Linked DNA regions of Gossypium hirsutum: region 1 is linked to region 2. The links are chromatin contacts, called in public Hi-C maps. All regions are on one chromosome and are shown on one strand. The core of a region is the stretch at or near the end of the contact, and the rest is flanking DNA. Distances in the headings are between cores, read along the strand shown. Region 1 has its middle 56 kb from the start of LOC107918156. Region 2 has its middle 45 kb from the start of LOC107916784.

The links. Hi-C and Micro-C count contacts between places; a contact is called where the count stands out from the background.
Region 1: a contact with region 2 is called in a Hi-C map of leaf, with 2.4 times the contacts expected there. The contact joins two enhancer-like sites. A contact is called at or near these places in 12 of 34 Hi-C or Micro-C datasets (callus, hypocotyl, leaf and 1 more).

Annotation. Positions count from the first base shown.
Region 1 is chrA01:42,280,164-42,285,695 of Gossypium_hirsutum_v2.1, forward strand. No RefSeq gene overlaps it. Among protein-coding and RNA genes, the nearest start is that of LOC107918156, 56 kb to the right of the region's middle. Within about 2 kb of position 2,673, at least 9 of the 9 cell types and tissues checked have an H3K27ac peak or open chromatin away from gene starts, as enhancers often do. A contact at or near this core is called in leaf, where this site is marked.
Region 2 is chrA01:42,150,621-42,156,308 of Gossypium_hirsutum_v2.1, forward strand. No RefSeq gene overlaps it. Among protein-coding and RNA genes, the nearest start is that of LOC107916784, 45 kb to the left of the region's middle. Within about 2 kb of position 1,306, at least 7 of the 9 cell types and tissues checked have an H3K27ac peak or open chromatin away from gene starts, as enhancers often do. A contact at or near this core is called in leaf, where this site is marked.

The DNA of each region.
Region 1 (5,532 bases), core at 1,423-3,922, 130 kb after region 2:
TTCGAGATTAATTTTAATGGCCATCCATCTTTTATTCTTTTGCTTACTCTTCATAGAATGTATAGCTTCTTGTGCAATGATGATATTATCATTTATGTTCCTTCCTACGACAAATCCTACTTGTTTTGGTGCAATGATCTTTGGAAAAACCACTTTAAATCTATTAGCAATAACCTTCATCACAAGCTTGTAAAAAACTGAACAAAGATTCATAGGGCGAAACTGCGAGAAACATTCCAGATGTTGTACTTCAGGTATAAGGACAATAAGTGAATTATTAAGGTCTAAATCAATGTTATCACTAGAGAAAACCCATTTAACCCACTCACAAATAGAAGGACCAACAAGTTTCCACTGCCTCTGATAGAAAATAGCATGAAGACCATCACTACCTGGAGCTTTTAAAGGTGCCATATCAAAAAAGGCCTTCTTAATCTCCTCGTCAGTTATAAGCATGCTAAGGAATTAGATCTCTTCCTACTCGAGAGACGGGAAGGCACCACACCCAAGACTGCCCGTTTTTCTTGATTGCTCTCTATAAAGATTCTTATAAAAATTGACTGCTTCCTGCTTTAAATCTTCCTCATTTATAACCCATTCCCCCACTTGATTTTTAAGGGCAACAATATGATTATGCTTCATTCTCTGTAAAGTTCGCCTATGAAAGAATCTTGTATTCCGGTCCCAAAAAACTAACCAGTCACACCTAGCCTTCTGTCTCCATAAAAGCTCCTCGTGATGTAATACTGACTCCAGCTCTTCTCGAATTTTAAATTCAACTTGATTAAAAAAAAGAGCTTTTTCGATCAATCGCCTTTTGAACGTTATCCAACTTTTTCTTCAAAATATTCTTCTAATGCGTAATGTGACCATAAACCTCCTTATTCCATAATTTCACTTGATCAGTGAAAGTAGCATGGGGTATTTGACATATCCCCCCAAAAATTTTAATTTTTTTTAATAAAATTCAAAAAATTCGAATGCTCAACCCAACTGGTCAAAAAACGAAAAGGCCTCCTTGAGGAAGACTCAACATCAGGTAAAAGAGATAATTTAAAGGGCATATGATCCGATTTAAGCTTTTGTAAATGCAAGACTTTTGACAAAGGAAACTTAAGGCTCCAAGCATTATTACAGATTTCTCTATCCGGTCTCTCAAAAACTCCTCCTCTACTCCAAGTAAAGTTTGGACCACTAAACCTCAAATCATGCAGCCCCATGGAATCCATGAATTCACTAAAGAGAGCACATCTTTTCCCAATGACCCGACCACCTTTTTTTTTTCACAAGAAACAATGATAGCGTTAAAATCACCAATCGCTAACCACCGAGTCCCATCCACCGGCACGGTATATTTCAAAGCTTTCCATAACTACTTTCGCTTCTGACCATTAGGACTACCAGACACAAAAGTAACCAAAACCGGTTGTCGATAAGAATTTCCAGAAATTTTAAGTAAAATAAATTGGGAATGATTACCCAAAATATCCACAGAGATAGTATCTTTCCATCCTATCCAAATTCCACCAGAGAAACCCACAGCCTTCACACGGTGTAAAAAATCAAAATCGAGTTTAGCAATAACAGAATCAACTTTAACACCACTTACTCTTATTTTTAAAAGGCCAACTAAATCAGGTCTAAGCTCTCTGTTATACTCCCAACAAAAACGAGGGAATTTAAACTAGCACAACCTTGACAATTCCAACTGAAAATAGTAAAATTCATTTTAAAAATAAAATTTAAAAGTAACCCAATTAAAAATACCACCATATTATACAAATGTAGAACCAAGGCCAGCAATCTATCCATCAGCATTACCACTAGTTTCATCTGCCCTAAGCCCAACTTGCGAATTGATAAGATTAGCCATGGAGCTTATAACTTCTGTCAAAGGAATTCGAGAAATTCCAGCGTTTTTAATTTTCCTTCATTTTCTTTAAACGTGCGATTAAGAGGAGGTCCACCGCGATTATTACCAACTTTATTCTCAGAACCACCCCTTCTGGAAATAGAAAAAGATTTATTAGTATTAACCAAAGTCTTTTTCTTATTATCTTTGAGTGATTTTGACACATTATTTTCATTGAAAATAACAGTCGAATAGTGATTTGGGTCTAAAAGGTTCTTATCTAATTTAACCACAGTTTCATAAGGGCCTTCGAACATGGGGTTATTGAGAACCAATTTATTCCCCTCATTCTCTGAAGAAGCCGAATGTACTTCTACATATTCCTATTCTGAAAAATCGTTAGAAGACATTCCACCAAGGCCTTTTTTATCCAAAATAAAATTTTGTCCCTTCACTAATGTGTTATCCAGGCCACTAGAAATTAAATCAACAGGTCATTTCCCTTCTTAGCCCACCACGCTTCTCCATCGATTACCCATTAATCTGTGCATCGCCCATTTTAAATTGTGCTAGACCTGCAAGCGAAAGAAGAGAACTAGAATTAAAAAAGGTAAAATTGTTAATCAGGTCATTATCTTTTTGAGGAAGCCCATCTGACTCCACAGGCCTTTTTCCCAGCGATTTAAAACTAAGACCCCCTCAATCTGACTCGTTTTTAAAATTTTCTGATCTGTTGGAACTTGAGCCCAAGACAGGCCCAACCAAAGGCCTAAAGCCTACCTCAGCCCTACGGTCTACTTCAACAACTTGACCCAAAATCGCTTTAGTATTAACCTCACCCAAAACCCATTTAGAATTAACCCTAGCACCAACACTTCTCATATCCACAGCTGCATGGTCATCATCCTTCTCCTCCAAAAAATCCCCAACAAACCACCTAAGTACGCCACCTGAGACATCTTCCGCAATCAACGGCGCAAACCTAGATCCCAACGTTCCCTTTCCCAAATTTGTTACCCTATTAGTCCGAGAATCCTATTGACCACGTCATGACTTTCTCTCCACCAACATCCATGGCTCGTAATCAACTTTCTTCCCTTCACCGTCCTTACTGATGTCATCATCGGAAGACGCTATCACCGCAGTCACAGGGCTACCTGAAGCCAGATTCACCCTCACCGATAGACACAACTCATTTACATACTTATATTTTTTGTAACTGAAGCAAATCATTGGAAGAGCCTCGTATTCAACCCGTTGCACGGCGACATCAACCAAAACCTGAGAGATTAGTGGTTTATCAAAATTGATGAACACAACTAAATAGGCAAATCGTCCTCTTGTTCTATTATCAGTTTGTAAATCTAACTTGACTACTTTTCTGATTAACCCTCCACTAGCTTCAATGATTTGTCTTTTGTATAGGTAACCCGGAAGACCCTGCAATCGAATCTAGGCCATCACCATGCTAGGATAAGGTTATGCTGGATTAAAGATTTCGTCTATGGTTATACCATAAGGTATTGACCAAAAATGATCCATGGGCCCTGAACTAAGACTTTGTTATAATCGTCAATATTCTGAAACTTAACCAAAAAATATCCATTAGTGATATCCATTAGATGAAAAGTTTTTGCAGGTTTTCATAGATTAAGTATACAGTTGTGAAGCACATTGTATCCGATATTGCGCCCTAGCAGCTTGAGAATCACTATCAACTCCATCTCCTTGAACAGTATGTCTTTGACACGATCCTAGAATATGATTGCCAAAATCCCATTAACCATGGACGTATTAACATCTCCATCCATTAATTCAAATTCACTCTCATTCTTTTCAAAATTCCCTTCAAGATTTTTATCAGAGGAGGCAACATATCCCCCCAAAAGTTTGTCTTTAAAAGACATAATCGACTGCTGGTCAGAATCAACAACCATATTGTTGATTTCTCCATTGATCACTTCCTTGAATCTAACTTTTTTAGTATTTCAATCACCACCGGTGCAAGATTTTCTATCAGTACCGTTGGCAGAATTTTTCGTCTCCATTTCCAATGTTTCTCTCTAAAACGAATAATTTCATAGTTATCCAATTCATTTTTTAGTTTTACTTATACATATGCTTTCACTTTTAATTTTCGAATGACTTTCTCCAATTTGGTGAATACTTAACGTTTAAATCAATTTATACCCGCCACTTTACACCATCATCCCACCATTATATACGTCCCTCTTTCTCCCTCCATTTGATCTTCACCATCATCAAACCTCCAGCCATTGCCCACCACCCCCTCAACTCATCACTATTTTCACAACCTCCATAAACATCACTCTCTAAACTATACCGAAACTGAAACCATACAAAAATAACAATAAACTCACACAAGGTATAAACTAAAAAAAAGAAGCAAAGATTCATTTCGGGTTATCTAGTTTTACGGGCTCGGAGCATCTGCTGCAAGATCCAAACGATGAGAGTGCATAAGAGGTTGAGGAGAGTAACATATTCCAATCTTAGGGCGATCTAACGATGAACAGCGACAAATCAAAGTTTTTGCTTCAAACTTTTGTTCATGTTTTTGATATTTTTGGACATTTTCTAGGGAAATCTAAACCGTTGGACGACAAAGATGATGAAGAGAGATTCATTTTGGTTTTAGAAGGGGTTGTTCAGAGCTCTGGCGGTGATGATGCATGTTGCCCGTGGCCAAGATAAATGGAGAAACAAGAAAAAGAAAAGGGGAAGGGGAGAAGATAAAAACGTGAAACAAATTTTTAATAATTTATATTTTTTATAAGTTTTCTATTATTTTATGATTTAAATTTTTTAGAGATTTATTTATTAATTTTAAAAGTTTGAAAAAAATATTTTTAGAATTTGTTTTATTTTTAATTTTTTATTTTTAATAATTTTATACTTTTTAAATGATTTTTTCAGATTAGATAAAAAATGGGACATAAATAATTAATCAAATGTGTCATGTCACATCAGCTATTGACATTGGCCATTAGTCAATTAATGATGATTTCAATATTTCCATCCAAAAATGAAACGATAGGGTGCAATTGATCCAAAAAAAAAAGAATAAGAGCAAAAATGAAAAAATAGTTAAACATTGAGAGTAAATTTGCAATTAAGCCTAATTTGATTACTTCTTTGTAACTATTAAAATATTTAGGTATAATGTCAAATTTAACTTTTAATATTTATATTTTTTTTCAATTTGACTCTTATTCTTTTTTTAGTTAAATTTGGTCATCAACTTTTAAAAAAGAGACAAATTTAACCATCAACTGCTTGAAAAATAGTTGGATTGATTTCTCTTAATGGAAATACTAATTAAAATGTTAAATTTTTAAAAATAGCAACATACATTTTACTTTGACCAAATTACCAAATAAAGCCATTTATTTTTCAAAATTAAAAAAAAATGGGACAGTTTCTTTAAAAATGACGAAAATGGGCCTTTTTTGCTAAAACGCACCCAGCCGGTGTTGTTTTCAAGAGAAACTCAAAAAAACGCTTCCAGCTGGAAGCATTTCCCCTCTGATCAGTCAAGCGTTTCCAGTTCAACGCGCTAAGCAAAACTGTGTCCAAGTCAGGACGTTCCCCCCCCAACGGTCACTTCCAACTGCTATTTTAAATAGGCGTTACCCCTCAACAATAAAAAAAAACTATAA
Region 2 (5,688 bases), core at 56-2,555:
GAGATTCCCCTTTCTACATTAATCCTTTGCCATTTTTTACCATCCACGATTTCCATTAACATGTCTTCTGAATCCTCTTCTACCCCCTTACCTCCAACTGGATCGTAATAACTTGGCTCCTTATGTTCAGATTTTTCCTAAGCTATCGTGTGAAACATCCCCAGGGGCCCACTTCCTCTTTCTCCTCATTATTATTTGTAGCCTCCCCTCCAGCTTTCCTTACGCTTCTTTCCCTATCTATTTTCATGTCCTGCCATTTATCTATATCTGACTCCTCTCTAATCCACTTGCTCACTACTTGTCTTCCTCGTCTTAGTGCAGCACGTAATGTCAAATCCCATCCAAATTCCATATGCTGATTCCCCATTCTTAATCTGACCTTGCAATAATTTTCACCATGACCCAGTCGGCCACAAATAAAACAAAAAGTGACAACCTTTCATACTGGAATAAAACATAAATGAATCTATTCTGCCCAATGCCTATGCACTTCTTCCTTTTAAGTGGTAAACGAACATCAATTATAGACCTAATTCTCATGAATTTACTAACCCCTCTTGTCATCAATGATGAATCATATTCCACAAATTTACCAACAAAATCTCCAATTTGACGTGCCGTTTCCTCTTATGTGTAACCCATAGGTAAATTGTGTACCTGAACCCAAAAGATCGTATGCCAAAAGGGAACTGAATTAGGGTCTTCACCCCCTACTAATTTGTGAAAGATAATAAGATGGCGATTAAAAAACCATGGTAGACTATCCAGGACTCAATTCAAATCAATTTCACTGTAAAATCTGAATAAAATCCTCTCATCCTCCATCTCAGTAATGGTCACCCCTCTCAACGGGTGCCATAAATCGGCTAAAGTATTTTTTAATGCAGGAAAATTCACAATACTATCAGTAAGAACTCTCCCTACCAAGCACAGTTTATACAAATGTTCCACAGCAGTATCTTCTCCCAAAACCAGCATGGGATCTTCCTCTTCACCCATAATATTGAGATTAGCAAGATCTGTATCCACCAGATCAATATTATCCATGTCATACCTCAAGGCGGCAGCAAGATCCAAACCCTAAAGAATACTATTCATGCTAGAAAACAGACCAAAGAAAAAACCCTAATTCGTGCTACAAGGCAGACTCTAGTTCTCAATTTTATTTGATAATAACTTAAAATTAAAAGTAAGGGAACAATAAAATAAAAATTACAACGTTCCATTGGAAATGTGCTATCTCCGCTAATGGCCAGTCAAAAATTGTGAACCAATGAGGCACCATCCCTCAACTGAAGCTGCTCTAAACAGCCTAGTGAGCTAAGGTGGAGAGCAAATTGTACTATGGAGGCCAACACACCGGATGAAAACACTAATATAATGGGAGTTTTAGGTGGTGTTTGATAAATTGAAAAATTATGTATTATAGTTTAACTATTGAATTTAAATTATAAAATTTATTTAGTATAATTTTTAAAATTAAGTACAAAATAGAATTGGATTGTATGATAGATGTACCTTTTAGAAATTTAAAGATTTTAGTTAATAAAATAAAAATAATTGAAATTTTTTTTACATTAAGTAATAAGTATCTCATTATGTGCTTATCATTTTTCACTTTTTTTTTTAAATTAAAAATCCTATCATTTATTTTCTACCACAAATGATCACACGTACTTAAAATATTAAATTATTGAAAATATTTAATTACAATGGATTTAATTTTTTCAATAAATTGTTAAACAAAGTCTTAGTCTAAATATATTAATACTGTTCGTTTGTTAAAAAAATTAAACTCATTAGGCCAAGTTGGATTTCTTTTTATTTGACAAATTAGTAAAAATTAACTATTTTGATAATCACTAATTTTTGTTGTCACATATATTTAACGAGATTTTATCTGCTTAATCATTTAATTAATTTATTAAATAATGTAATTTTAGTTAAGTAAAAATAATATTAATCGTTAATAATTTTAAAAACAAATAAAATATATAATTAATTTTAATAATTTTAATATTATAATAATTTATTAATTAATAATATATATGAAAATAATGTTATTATTTCTATTGAAATTTAAAAATATATTGCCATGTTAATTAATTTCACATTAATATAATAATGTTAATTAATCTTACTTTTGTTATTATCACATAATAATTAGTAATATATTAATATATTTTTAATGTTAATTTAGTAATATAATAAACAATAAAGAAAATTTTATTAGTTGAAAAGTTTCTTCAAACATATACTTTTACATATATCTATATATATATATTAGTTTTCTAAATTACGAGCATTGTACTTGAATATATGCATTTAATTATTTTTATTATTTGAAAAAATTATGTTTTCTTATAAGTAATTAATGCAAGTAATCGTTATTAAGTTAATTAAAATATACCAAAAATCCTATCACACATGTATATATATAAAAACCATAAATTTAGAACATAAATGTATATTTAAGAATAACATACAATAAATAATAAAACATATGGTTTGAAACTAATAAATCAAAATAACACATGAAATGTGTACAATATTAAAATAAAAAAAATTAGATTAAATTATGAGTAAAACAAAAGTTAAACACATAAATACATAAAATAAACAATACTAAAAAAAATTGATGGAGATAATAGTGTGTGCATAATAAAATTAAAATGTATAAAATATCTCAAAATAAAGCTTTAGTTAATGGTAAATTAAAGGTTTTACTAATGCGATTGGTGTAGGTTTGAATTCTATCATATGAACTTTATTACTCAAAAATGCCGAAAATATTTCAAAATTACTAGATTAGGCCGATTTTTGGAAAAATTACAGGAATAGGTTGATTTAGGGAAAACCCTTCCAGTTGGGAGCATTTTTAGGTGGAATGTAGAAAAACGCTTCTAGCTGGAAGCGCTTTCCGCGTGTTACCAGTAAAATGCTTCCAGCTGGAAGCGCTTTCCGCGTGTTACCAGTAAAATGCTTTCAGTTGGACACGTTCCCCCTAATGGCTAATTAAAATAACTGTTGCCCTCCCAATGGTAAAAAAACTATAAACCCCCCACCCTTACTCATTTCTCACAATATTCCCTAAAAGATCTCTCAAAATTCTCAAACCACTCTCGAAATTCTCTCAAAATTCTTTCTTAAATTTATTACTTAAATTCTATTTCTATCTAGATTATATTTTTTATTAAATTTTTTAATATTTTCTGAAAATATTTTTTATTAAAAATTAATTCGTGTTAAATAATTAACAATGGTCGGTTCTCTAATCCATTATAAAGACAAGCACATTTCTGTTAAACAATTGCAAATGGTAAGAATAATTTTTTTAATAAATTTTAATTTTGTTTCATTTTTTTATTTCACTGTTATATTTTAACTTAATATTTTTTAATTTTTTACGTAAATAGGCAGAAGATCGAATTTTACAATGCCATATTCGTAATCTACTCGTTCCTCCATCACTGTTGATCGAACCGTACTTGAGGGAAGTCGATTTTTGGCACGTGACCTTTGTAGGTTAGAGGTGTAAGTTGGACCCGAAACTCGTAAGCGCATTGTTGGAGAGGTGGAGACTCAAGAGACATACACTCCATCTTTCATGTAGTGAGTGTACTATCATTCTGGACAATGTGCTTTTATAGTTAGGGTTACTGGTGGATGGGTTGGTAGTCATCGGGTCTGTTCACTCTGTTGATTAGGAAGGCGTATGTGGTGAACTTTTGGGTTCGGTTCTGAAGACGATTTACGAAGGTTGGATCAAAATGAGTTGATTATGAAGAAATTTCGTTGGGCCTGGATGAGGATTTGACTGAAGTCAAAAAAGAATGACACGCTTGGGCGTACATCCTTTAGATCATCGGGGGTTTCTTAATGCCAAACAAGTCACGAAAACTCGTCCATCTAAGGTGGCTGTTGAAACTCATAAACTTTAGAGGAGCGAGCTAACTAAGTTGAGGGTCTGCTGTGTTTGTGACATTATACCGGGAGATGTATCGGGTGATGCAACCACGAAAAACCAAAATTGGTGGTTGCATTCTGTTACTGCAATCATGGGCACGGTATCGGTTGCCATTTTTACATCCTCAAGCAAACTAAATATATACATTGCCACTCGTAACAAGGTAAAATTCATTAGATATTACCATAATAAAATTGATTTAAATTTAAATTATTATGTTAAAAAGTTATTTAAATAGGTGGAACCATGGGCCAAGTCACGTGGGATTTCCTATTGAGCTACAAGATATACGGCTTCTATTAGACCTATGATCAGAAGAAGAGGTATCTATTTATTTCAATTTGGACTATATAATATTAACGTAGTCGATTTCGTATTTAGTAGTATATATAACTAATGTTCTTATCACATTAATGTAGCTTGAATGAACACCACATGGGGATCTAGCAATTCGAGAAGTCATCCCCGATGAATTCTTTGTGAATCCGAACACCTGGCATGCAAAGGTCCTATTAGTAGTGTATGCTACCTTCGAGATACACGAGACTAATAGAGTGTTGCAGCAATTCAGATTCTAATAATCAATTTCTGTGGCACCTCAAGACCTTAATTATCTTCATCCTATTGACTTGTGGGGCTGGACGAATGAGAATTGGACTATATTTCATTCCCAACATATCAATATATGGAATAATCGGTATTATATCTTACCTACTTGCGAACCAATTGTCGTTCCAAAGTTAGCATGCGATCCGAAGTACATACCATGGTTTAGGATCCATGGTAAGCCATATTTGTACAGGGAAGAGGCGAGGCGTCGTCATCCCCATAATAGTAGGCCACAATGGGTCCCTTTAAATCCAAGGATTGCCGAGGCGGGTCCATCATTAGCATCCATGCAAGAATTGGCACTAATGGCCGTGGCACCAATACCTACACCACTCACCGGTCAGTGTACCGTTTTATTCTAGTACATATTCTAACCTTATCATCTTTACACAAGCACCATATATTGCACCATATTTTCTTCTTCTAGTCCTATGTCAGGTTAACTTTTGGAAATTTGTCTCCGATGTATTACACATCCATGCCGTCTACTTTTCCAATGACCATGACATATAAATTGTTTATATTTTAGGCACTGATGGGGAGTCCACTCATTATCCCATCGGTGTATGAAACTCAACATAGTTATGCTCATTCGTCATTTCTGACGTAAACACCTCTAGGATCTTTGTTCTACCAAGGTGGGTCATCTTCCCAACCACCTATTCCTAAATCAGAGGATGAACGGATCGCAATTGACTGAAGGCAAATAAAAGAAGCTACGAGACCATAACCCCAACCGGAGGCTGAACCAAGAAGGAATCCAACGCGCAACTGCCGACCACTCCGATGTGGCACAAGTTCTGACTGACATTTGAACTGATTAAATTTATCATTGTATCGAACATTTATATTGTATCAATGATTTTTATTATTATGTTTTTAAAAGAATATGCCACTGTCATACCAAGTTAGTATTTGTTATCATTTAACAAATTAAAGTTGTAATTTGTTATCATTTCACAAAATGAAAGCTCATATTTGTTATCATTTCACGGAACTGCGCGTTTACAGATTACAATAGAATTGATATTTCTTTTCTAGTTTGTATCGTCCTTTCAATATCAAAATGACGACATTGTATGGTCCGAGTTCTTACTCTATCTGTATAACTT